Linked DNA regions of Mus musculus: regions 1, 3 and 4 are each linked to region 2. Evidence: chromatin contacts called from public Hi-C and promoter capture Hi-C data. All regions are on one chromosome and are shown on one strand. The core of a region is the stretch at or near the end of the contact, and the rest is flanking DNA. Distances in the headings are between cores, read along the strand shown.

Region 1 (2,700 bases), core at 78-2,577, 390 kb after region 2:
TCAAAGCTGACACAGAAAAAAGAAGAACAGGGACTCCATTTCCATTCAAAAGCTTCTTTAGCCGTATGCCTTTTACAGGACATAACCAACTGATGCTCCCTGCCAGAGTCACTAGAAGCACTACATTTCACCCCAAATCTGTCCATGATGATCAAAAGAGTGAAATGAGAGACAGAGACAGAGAGAAGGAGGAGGAGGAAGAGGAGAAGAAGAAGAAGAAGAAGAAGAAGAAGAAGAAGAAGAAGAAGAAGAAGAAGAAGAAGAAGAAGAAGAGAAGAAGAAGAAGAAGAAGAAGAAGAAGAAGAAGAAGAAGAAGAAGAAGAAGAAGAAGAAGAGGAGGAGGAGGAAGAGGAAGAGGAAGAGGAAGAAGAAGAAGAAGAAGAAGAAGAAGAAGAAGAAGAAACGAAGGGAGGGAGGGAGGGAGGGAAGGAAGGAAGGAAGGAAGGAAGGAAGGGAGGGAGGGAAAGAATGGGTCAGATTCTTAAAATCTAAGTAGACCGCACTGGGAAAGTTTCATCAGGATATTTTACTTAGGTAAATAAGGTTCAATCAGGCACGTGCACACAAACTTTAAATATTAAGGGGGAAAAGCATAAACAGCCTTTAAGTTCTTATTGTTTCTAAAGAAGCCCAAAAAAGGTGTGCAGAAATGAGGAAACTCTGCAGTATGTATGGTTCACTAACCCTCACTTAAGCATGCTTCAGTCTAACGGGAAAAAAAATATAGAAATGTACTTCATGGTGTTTATTTCCATATACTAAAATTTAAAATTTTATTTCTGTGTCTGCATGTGTGCCTTCTTGCATGTGTGTGTACTGTGTACATGCAGGTGTCCCGGAAGCCAAAAGAGGGTATTGGATCCCCTGGAACTGGAATTAGGAGGCTGTGAATACTAGTGTGGGTATTAGGAACCATGTCTTGGTTCAAAGAGGAACAAGTCTTCTTAGTTGCTAAGCCATACTATACTTTTGGATATTCTGTAAATGTAATAACCAAGGCCATTTTACGTAAATGTTTTGATTATTTTTAATAAATGTAAAAGCTATAGTTAACACCATGACCAAGCCAGAACTATCACCCATGTCTTTCTCTTGGCATTCCTCCCTACCCTCAGCAAGTCAGTCTTTCACATTTTACCAGCTTATTTCCCTATGTGTCCATTTTACTGTGTGACGATGATGCAATTTGTCCTTTCACCTACAGATGGAGTCTTGGGCCACTGCCAATTTTGACTACTACAAATAAAGTTGACATCAACCTCTATGTTCAAGTCTGTGTGAAAACAGGGGTTTTGTTTGCTTTAGGCGAACATGTTGGAGAAAAGCTTGGTTATGTTTACTGTGTGTTTAATTTTTAAAGACACTGCTAAGATCTTTTAAAAGTATCCATTGTACGATCCTGTTCTCAGCAGTTCAGGAGAATCTCAGCCATTTCACATCCCAGTTCGCGCCTGGGACGTGGCAGAGCCTCGAATCTCTTCAATTTGAATTTGTTCCTAACTCAAGTAAGGGGACACTTTAGGAAGTCTCTTCTTGGGGACCACAGATACCAAGCATATTTTTAGTTGATGATTTTTCCCAGAAAAGCATCTGTTTAAACCTTTTGCCTCCTTTTGTTTTTTGTTTTGATTGAGTTAGAAACCTGCTCTCTGTATACTGGACACATATCATTTTGGATGCATGGCTTGGTGTTTCACATTTCAATGGTTTCTTCTGAGAACAAGTTTTAGATTTTTCTGCTTTTCGTTTTTTGAGGACAGGGTCTTGTTTCAAGCCCTGGCTGGTATGGATGTAAATTTTAGTTCTCTTGTCAAGAGTTTCCATGTCCTGGACTTACACGCTTTTAGAATGTTGATGAAATTGAATTTATCTTTCAATAGATTTATTTGGGTATATCCTACATTAAATCTTTGACTGCCCTAATTTCATAAGAACTTTCTTGGGAGTGTTTTTTTTCATAAAAACTTTATAATTTTGGCTTTTATTTCTAGCTTTTGATCCAAAATATACATAAGACTTCTATAGTTTAAAATTAAAAAAAAGTCACCGAGCAAAATGAAAGAACACTTACATCAAGGAACAGATACATCATGTTCATGGTTTGGAAGTCCTTTTAAGGAGTCAATGCTTCTCATTTGAATTATGAGTAATCCTGCGGGCTTTATCAATATGAATTGACAAGCCACTTCTAGAATGCAAAAGGATGCAGAACAGTCCAACCAATTTTGACAATAACAGAGGTGGATATTTTGCTCTCATCCTCTATCTACACAAAAAAAGAAAGTGGGACAGGGAGATGCTGTGTTGCTCAGGGTGGAACTGACCTTGTAACATTGTTGCCATAGCCTCTACAGTGGCTGAGACACGTACCACTATATTCAACTTGCTGAAGGATGTAAACGGTTTGAAAGCAAGGTTTACTGTAAGGCACCATAACTGAGGCACAGGGTAGACTGTAGACTGGCACAGACGTGTAAAAGTTTCAAACTTGGCAGGTTGTGGTGACAAATGTCTTTAGTTCCAGTAATTGGGAGGCAAAGCCAGTTGGATCTCCATGAGCTTGAGGCCAACCTGATCTTCACAGTGAATTCTAGACCAGCAAGGGCTACACAGTGAAACCCTGTTTCAAACAGATGAAAAATAACAAAATGAAAAACACCTTTGGGGCTGGAGAGATGTCTCAGTGATTAATAGCATTTG
Region 2 (2,700 bases), core at 7-2,506:
CATTGGGGAATGGAATCGTCTTTGCCCATCAGGAGGCCACTCACGCTTGGTCAATTATTGGTCTGAAATTTCTCACCGAAGGCAATGCCATGCAGCCAGCCGCACTCTGTCACAAATCGGGGTCCTGCAGCCATATAGCGGAAAGTTCTTGAGTACAAAGTGAAGTTTGAGTATAAAGTGTGGTTCGTAGACCGAATGCCGCTGTGAGATGTGAGGTGATGCTTCTCATAACTGCATCAGGCAATCTGTGGGTTGGGGATGACAAGTAGGTTGGAGACACCTAATGTGGGTTGATACATGGGGTGGCAGACAAAAGATGCTTAGTAGAGACTAGAGAGATGGCTAATACCAACCTTTCTCTCACAAAATAAAACTAGAAGCTAGGGATGAGGGATCTAGGTCCTGTTTGGAAACTGACCAATAAAATTGGGATGACCATGAAACTAAATGTTTAGAACAGGTCTAGAACAGGGGACTACTATCTCAGACCTGATTTATAAGTAGCCTACTGTAGGCTGGACAGTACAGTGGGCTCTAAAACCACAAAGGTGTTGATCATATTAGGTTAGAACCTCTCCTGCAGCAGGGGTTATTAAATGTGGCTCTATTGAGCCATTTGGCCTGTCAAAAAGTGTTGGCATGCACCAATCATGTGGGACATGGTGTTGAAATGACTTTTGACCTACAAACTCTGTCTTCAGTCATAACCATGATGTTTCTATGTATTTCAAATAATGACTTCCACTGATGAATACTTGGAAAGCTTATGTGCAGACAATGGAGGTCTGCCTTTTATCAGCAAACTCTGACCCCATTATATTCTGGCTTAATGCTCTAGAGCAGACCTGTCTCCTTGGTTAGGCATTTCAAGGATCCTGGGGTCTGATCCTACCTTTGTCTCAGTTCGTTCCTGTCCCTTCTTTCCCATATCCCTTATCAACAAGTCGGGTGCTAACCTAGCAAAGGGGTGTGCTCTGTATGTAGAACAAGCCTCCTCCTTTTTGTCAAAGTGACAAAGTGACAAAGGATGCTTCAAGACTCAACTCAAAGGTATTCTTCCCCATGCTACGTCTTGATAACACCTTGCACATTTTACTTTAAATGCTAGCATGCCAATTAAGTCTACTGGACTGATTGTTCCTCAAGGCCAGAAACCATGTTTATTCATTGTTGCTTTTCTATATAGCGGACCCTTTTCTAAGTGAAGAGGCTAACTCAAGCTGCAGTGCAAACTATGACCACCAGATGGCAGTAGGTGGACATTTTGTCTCTCTCCCAGCATGAGGGAGAAGAAGGGTTTGTAACAAGTGCCTTTCATCTCTGCCCTTGCAGACAAACGTGTCTCTGAAGACAGAAAGAAACCTTTGACTGGCTAGTCGGATTCCCACACCCCCGAATAAGAATAACAGGTGGCCATTGTATTCTCCCTTTCCTGACAACTCTGTCCCTTAGGCTCAACTGTATTCCATGATGCAGGAACATAGATATTTCAGTTTGATCTTCACAAGGACAAGGTGACCGTCTTCTCAGGAACTGGGAGGAATGGTCACCAACACCCACTGATGGTCAGCGTCTGTTGAGGTCCCAGAGCTTCCTGCCCACATCCATCTGTCAGACCCGAGCAACTGACAAATGTCAGACAAATATCCAGTGCTGACATTTTTTTCTAAACGTTGTTATTGTATTTTTGCTTGACATGTAATAGGTATACATATTTTTAGGCACAATAGGCGTTAGATATAAGAATATTTTGAAAAATATAAATAAATAAAAATTAAAAATAAAAAAGAACATTTTGTGTAATAATCAGTATGGTATTTTATCATATCTAAATTACCTCAGCCATTTATAATCTTTTATTGTGAGAACACTTAAATTCTTCTCTTGTGGAAGGTGTTTGGAAATACACAGAGCAATACTCACCATAGTTATACAGTTGTGCTTATAGTGACAGACAGACCGTCTTCCTTTTACCCAGTTAGGCATAGGCCAGACTCTCCCTTCCTTCGCCTCCTCTCTGCACTGTCTGATTACCACTTTCCCAGTCTACACGTATGACATCAGCTTGTTTTGATTTCTCAAACGGGTGAGGTCATCCCTGTGGTATTTGTCTTTCTGGGCCTGTCTTGTTTCCCTTAGCTATGCCCTCCAGACTCATTCACAATACTGCAAAGTTAAGAAGTCAACAAGTCTTAATGACCAAATAATATTCTTCTGGGTATAGATAGACAGAAGTCATAAACGTTCCACTGATGGACCCTACCATTGATAACAATCCCAGGCTTTCGTGAAAATCACCAGCAATTCCCTGCGCATGTGTAATACTGTGAAGCTAGTGTCTTCCCTGAGGACTTGCCAGCTTAGTTGTTGAGCACAGTGAGACAGCCCTAAGCTTGAACTTTGAAGCAGCCTAGAACCAGAATCCCTGACTTCTTTGTGTTTGCTGGTCTCTGAAGTGCCCCAGAAACCAAGGGACTCTGAAGTGATGCCCAAGCCAACCGAACAGCTCTAGAGGCACGCAAAAGTCCTCTCAGCCCTAAAGTAAAAGGGCCAAGAGTTTCCCTTCCTCGTTCCTCTATCACAGCTAGCTTACACTCTTCTCTACCCTCTACTGCCTATTGGCATGGTAACCGGGATGCAGAAAACGGGGGAAGTGTCTATTACTCTCTCCATAATTCTTGACAGTCCAGCTCCACCAGT
Region 3 (2,700 bases), core at 94-2,593, 270 kb after region 2:
TGAAAAAATGAATCACAGTAACTGGGCTTAAAAGGAAACAGAGATCATCTGACTCCGAAAGAATTCCACACAGAGGCAAGTTAAGTGGAATGAGAAGTTTATTGGATTTTTAAATATAAAGTAATTCTTTTACAGAAAAAACTGTGATTTTCATATTTATTCTCATTGAGCACTGGGGAAACACAATCAAAACTGATAGAATGTAAATAAAATCATGTTTTAATATAATTGAATAATGTGTAAATACAAAAGAAATTACCCAAACCACTTTCTTGTAACACAACTTCTGATTTTCAGAAAGGATTATGTGTGCTCCCGTGGGGATGTCAGCGATGGTTTATGAGACAGCAAAGATATGCAATTTGCTTACACTGTGAAAATACCAAGGCTCTGTCAGGATCATGCAGATGAACAATGTCATATCCTCTATGCGTCTGTGTAGCTTTTCCTAAGTTGGAAATGTTACTGAGTCTTGAGGCTGCTGCTGGTGAGGCTGTGATGGTGGCTAGCTAGGAGGAAGTGCCTGCTCCCAGGAGATAGGTTTAGCACAGGGAAAGCCTAACAGCTTTTCTCTCCTGTCCTTACCCTGTCCCATTAAACATGACTTAGCTTTCATATCAAGCTCTCTCTCATGGCCACAAGTCACCAGACTGAAACTCAGAGCAAGGCCACACTGTGTCTGTCTCAGTTTGTTTGTTCCCAAGGAGGAGTACCTGTGTATCCCAAAGACTTGAGGACAGCACACAAGAGATTTTAGAATTCTTTTCTAGCACTGAAATCTGATCAGGTCAACAGCAGAAAATTATTAGTGTTGAGATTAGATAGAGATCAAAAGATAGGTAACAGGAGAAATGGGAAAAAGTACTGCCCACCTCTAAAAAGAAAAAAAAAAAATCAACCTGACTCCAATCATGACGTTCCTAAAGAAGTACGGCCATAGCCCTAAAGCTACTCACCAGTCCTGTTCCTTCAGATCTCGTGGGTTGCTGGGATCATACTGGGCAGAGTGGCAGACAACCACGATGGCACTAAATCTGTCTCCCACAGTTTGTCCCCTCTACTTGCATTTGGTACAACTGAGTAGGAGTGGTGGCATTTCATGGTAGCTTGGTGACCACTAGGGCATCACTAATGTCCTTTCAGGAAGGCTAAGTGGATGGGGCGACACATCTTACTTTCCTCACAGGCATATTCAAGGGAATATGGAGCCAAATGACTTAGAAGGAAAGGAAGCGACTTGGCAAGTGTAATCTGCCAGCTGGTTGAGTCAGACGACACATTGAGAACAATCTTTTTTGGAATCATGTCCTCCGTTCAACCCTTGTACGATCATACGGTATCTCCATGTACCTCAGCACATCTACCTGGCTCACCTCCGAGCACGACTGCTGGGTAACCACTCACCCTCCCAGGCTATGCTGCTGCCTCCTCAAAAATACCTAGAGTTCCTGTCGCTGACAGAGAGAGCTCCAGGAACAAAAGCCCTCAAATAGCATGGACTGGTATTCTTAGGAGCTGGAGTAAAAATGCTTCAAGGAGCTGGCAGGGATGCCTGGCCCCCTGAGCTTACACTCCCTATAGCCAAGACGTTAGTTTTCTCTATGTTAGCCTGTAAGATAAAAGAAACCTGCTGACACTCAAAACTTAGCAATACTTAGTTTTTAAAACACACATGACACATATTAATTGCCTTTCCCTCTCCTGATGAAATGTTCATGATTGTATTATTTCCATGAAATACGGGTTCCTCAGCAATTTGCCACTATTCCTGGGATATAAATGCAAAGTGGCTGTGTCAGCAGGAAGTGCAGGAGACTCTTGTTTTAGCCCATTTCATGGTAGCCACTGAAGGGGAGATTGGAAATGAGCCACCCTCTTCAATTTGGCGATGCTTCCTTATCTCAGCACCTACCCCTGCTGATGGTGTTTGTGAAGCCCGAACAGTGTGAGTCCGGGTACCGTGTGTACATACATATGTAGGAATAACGTTTACGTTGCTCAGAATAGGCACTCTTTGAAGGCAGCACATCTAAAAGTAAAGTTAATAGAGCCTATATTTAGCACCCAACTTCTCACTTTGCTGATGTGTACGCTGAACAGAAGATCACAGATTTGAAATCAGTCTCGCAGAGGCCGGAGTCGGGAAATGGCTATATTCAGAGCTGGGAAAGTCTTGCCAACTCAACTGAAGCTGTTAAAAAGGCAGAGTTGGAGAAGGTGCAATCATGTTTCTCAAAGGTGATGGCACAGAAAGAGAAAAGCCTGCGACAAAGCCATGGAATAAGAAGCCTGTGCGAGCAGCTCAGGCAAGATTACTATCCCTGGGCTCTGTGCCTTTGTGTAACGTCTACTTTGTGGCAAGGGCTTACTACTTAGAAAGTTCACCTCATAATTGCACACATGCCCATGCTTAGCGGTAAAGAAAGAAAAGCCCCAAATCTGTTAAGTAACGATAAAGGCATAGATCCAGACAAGGCAATGCAAAACCCAGGCTAAGTCACTTCGCGGAGCCACCACAGAGCTCAGTGCTCCCTTCCGCTGCACAAAACTTGGCTTCTAAGTTTCAGGTTTTGCGTAAGGCACATAATTCCACACAGCATTCTTAAGACAAGAGCCAGACAGTCATGTGCCATCTATAATTCTATTTTCTCCTTGACATATTTTCTGGAAGGGAGTAAAGACTTGACTCCAACGCTTAGA
Region 4 (2,700 bases), core at 102-2,601, 440 kb after region 2:
AGAATAACTACAAGGACAAGGTTAGTGTGCTCAAAAATGTCAAAACCTATGCTTTCTTCTTTTCTGCTCATCTTTGACTTCCAACAATGTCCAATGGTGAATTTAGCAACTAGGCTCCAAAGTTTTACAAGCCAAATAGGTAAATTTTTAATAACCTGCTGTTCATATTAAGTGTGCTGGATGGAAATTTAGGAGTAAGGTTCAAACTTTTCAAAGCTTGAAAAGTATACAGATTTATCTGGTAGAAGACTGTTTATTGATATAAAAATCAAATCTGTCTAGGATACTGCTTATATTACTCTACATTGTTTGCTTTTGTGATATAGTCCTGTTTTGTAACTCATAATGTTCCTGACCTCTGGATCCTGCTGTGTGGGATTTCAGACATTCACCACTACACCCCAAATTATGATTCTGATGGTATAATACCTATGTATCTAGGAGTATAAAACCAAGACTGTAGAATATATTATTTAACAAGTTAGTTTGGTCAAAAAAAAAATTCTAGGACAAAGGCTCAAAATTCCCATGACAAGTGGAGGATGGGCTTCTTGTAGATGAAGAGATACAGCCTGAAGCTAACCAACTTATCTTATCTTGACAACTTCAAGCCAAGGGTCCCTTGAACAATGTCACAGCTGACTGGGAATGGTGTGCAGGGAGGTTTCCAGGTCCATGTTCACACTGTAATTGTAATGTCTCTGCATTTAAAAATTAAGATTTCTTGATACACAGCCCAACTATGTATGCACTTACATTGGCTTTATCAAAGTGCCTATAAATATATACATAAGTAGAGTCACAAATGCAAGTGTCTTGCTCTACACTCTCAGGCCTAACTCTGTAAGTATTCACACTCTGAACATATTTCAAGGCTGTTCCCTGCATTTGCAGTCTTGTGATTCACTTCTAGATTAGGAAATAATCAGGGTGTATAGTCAAAAACTCAGGCAGGAAGGCAGATGGACACAGCAGCCCTTACAAACTGTTTCCCTAGGATACCAGGCAGAAGCAGGATCTTAACCAAGTATGGAACTGGCAGCCGGAATTTGGAAATAGAAACTGAGCTGGGGACTGGTGGGAAACCCCAATAATCCATCTTCCAAATGATGTACAGGAGATGACATCTGAGTAGGGGGCATGCTTTGTGGGGTGGAGTTCAGTAAGTCTTAGAGAACAAGTGTTTCCCCAAATGATAATTTCAGTAAAAAGAACCACACACAGCTTCCAGCAAGTCTTCGTAGCCATTTATGAGAAACGAAAAGAGAAAGAAATAAGTCTACATGGAGAAACCATGTCCAAGGCCTGACTCATGGTCAAATGCAGAACCAGACTTGTGAATCTGCATAGACTAGACATCCCATTACCTTATTACCATCTGTCTACCCCGAGCACCAAAATAGGCTTTTACAGAGTTCCTGGGCTACTCACTGCATTTCCACAGACTTTGAAACATCCTACAGAACTTAAGATCTCTTTTGTACAATTTTCAGTGACTCACCCTACCCACATGCACTTTAGATTAAAAGCTAATGTTACTTTTCTCTTGTATTTTATCAGATTATTTTAACATTCCCTATGAAAGACAGAGACAGGGAGATGGGCAAGGAGACAGACTCTGGTCAGGAGGGATCTATGAGTGCAGGTGCTCATAAAATCCAGTAGAGGGCGTCAGATCTCCTTGGGAATGCAGTTCTGGCAGTTATGAGCTATCAACCCTGGGTGCTAGGAACCAACTCACATCTCCTTCAAGAGCAGTGAGATCTCAACTGCTGAGCCACGTAGGACATCATTTGTTCCCCACAGCAATCCTTTTAAAGATTTTTCAATTGTGTGTGTGTGTCTGTCTGTCTGTCTGAATATGGGAATATGGGAAATGAATATAGTTCCCTTGTATTTTACTGTGATCTCAGGGCACTGTGTGCCTTTTTCTCATTTACAAAGATGTGTTAAAGAACACAAGAGATAGTTTCCCAAGAAGAGAAAGTGACTGTGCAAACACCTACACTATGCGGCCAATTTCAGTGTAAGGGTTCGTGTGTTCTAGGCACAGGGCTTAAGGCCGCCCTTCCCTGGCTGTGGTGTTTGTGTCACCTCTCTCCAGTGCTGAACCTTGGCTCCCATCTCAGTAAGAATGGTATTCCATTAGGGTCTCGTGGCGATTAGTGACATGCTGTAATATTCAATACAACTTAGTCATCAATAAAGGCTTTACTCTGCTTCCTGCCATGAGCTACAATCAGGACGGAAGCAAACTTCTACTAGTACCAGGCTCTCGTCTACATTAGATGGGTCAGCTTTCTCTCTTCCCACAGTCTTTACACTTGCTGACATCCCAATAACAAATGTCATGTGGGTGCCTGGTCCAGCAGAAGCTATAAAAGACACCAGAGCATGGAGAACCTGAGGAGGAATTAAGAAGCCTCGGAAAGTGTGAAGTGAGGGATGTATGGTATGCATTTGTGTGCACTGACACATGCCCATCAGGAAGAGTGGGTAAAAGAAAGCCCTATTCCCTGAAAGTCACACCAACCGCATTACCCTTGGATTGAAAAGTCAGTGATTTCCTGCATATGCATCACGCATTTAAATTTGGAAGCAATTTTTCCTCGTGAGATAGTTCATGCATTGCTATTAATATAGAAAATTCCCAGAAGTCAGTGAAGAAAGGTTATGGATCTAGAAAGCTAGGGTTCAAGT

What was found. Promoter capture Hi-C pulls out the DNA fragments that hold promoters and counts their contacts. Hi-C and Micro-C count contacts between places; a contact is called where the count stands out from the background.
Region 1: a promoter capture Hi-C map of 3T3-L1-derived adipocytes shows a contact between it and region 2, with 4 times the contacts expected there. The contact joins two enhancer-like sites. A contact is called at or near these places in 9 of 39 promoter capture datasets (the 3T3-L1 cell line, 3T3-L1-derived adipocytes, the C10 cell line and 5 more), 12 of 484 Hi-C or Micro-C datasets (B cells, bone marrow-derived DN2 thymocytes, bone marrow-derived dendritic cells and 7 more) and 3 of 115 datasets of contacts at active chromatin or transcription factors (bone marrow-derived macrophages, fibro-adipogenic progenitors and large pre-B cells).
Region 3: a Hi-C map of cortical neurons shows a contact between it and region 2. The contact joins two enhancer-like sites. A contact is called at or near these places in 4 of 484 Hi-C or Micro-C datasets (cerebral cortex, cortical neurons and embryonic stem cells) and 1 of 115 datasets of contacts at active chromatin or transcription factors (large pre-B cells).
Region 4: a Hi-C map of bone marrow-derived macrophages shows a contact between it and region 2, with 6 times the contacts expected there. The contact joins two enhancer-like sites. A contact is called at or near these places in 10 of 39 promoter capture datasets (the 3T3-L1 cell line, 3T3-L1-derived adipocytes, the C10 cell line and 5 more), 2 of 15 datasets of contacts at CTCF or cohesin (the NIH/3T3 cell line and pro-B cells), 21 of 484 Hi-C or Micro-C datasets (3T3-L1-derived adipocytes, B cells, the C10 cell line and 15 more) and 3 of 115 datasets of contacts at active chromatin or transcription factors (bone marrow-derived macrophages, fibro-adipogenic progenitors and large pre-B cells).

The regions. Positions count from the first base shown.
Region 1 is chr16:24,872,983-24,875,682 of GRCm38.p6, reverse strand. All of the region lies in intron 9 of Lpp (LIM domain containing preferred translocation partner in lipoma), which reads right to left. Among named protein-coding and RNA genes, the nearest start is that of Gm22672, 9.8 kb to the left of the region's middle. Within about 2 kb of position 1,327, at least 17 of the 459 cell types and tissues checked have an H3K27ac peak or open chromatin away from gene starts, as enhancers often do. A contact at or near this core is called in 3T3-L1-derived adipocytes, where this site is marked.
Region 2 is chr16:25,262,502-25,265,201 of GRCm38.p6, reverse strand. No RefSeq gene overlaps it. Among named protein-coding and RNA genes, the nearest start is that of Tprg, 23 kb to the left of the region's middle. Within about 2 kb of position 1,256, at least 86 of the 459 cell types and tissues checked have an H3K27ac peak or open chromatin away from gene starts, as enhancers often do. A contact at or near this core is called in 3T3-L1-derived adipocytes, bone marrow-derived macrophages and cortical neurons, where this site is marked.
Region 3 is chr16:24,989,959-24,992,658 of GRCm38.p6, reverse strand. It overlaps Lpp (LIM domain containing preferred translocation partner in lipoma), which reads right to left. Exons shown (of 13, transcript NM_178665.5): 13 at 81-2,700. Among named protein-coding and RNA genes, the nearest start is that of Gm52245, 50 kb to the right of the region's middle. Within about 2 kb of position 1,343, at least 23 of the 459 cell types and tissues checked have an H3K27ac peak or open chromatin away from gene starts, as enhancers often do. A contact at or near this core is called in cortical neurons, where this site is marked.
Region 4 is chr16:24,821,357-24,824,056 of GRCm38.p6, reverse strand. All of the region lies in intron 8 of Lpp (LIM domain containing preferred translocation partner in lipoma), which reads right to left. Among named protein-coding and RNA genes, the nearest start is that of Mir28a, 5.1 kb to the left of the region's middle. Within about 2 kb of position 1,351, at least 6 of the 459 cell types and tissues checked have an H3K27ac peak or open chromatin away from gene starts, as enhancers often do. A contact at or near this core is called in bone marrow-derived macrophages, where this site is marked.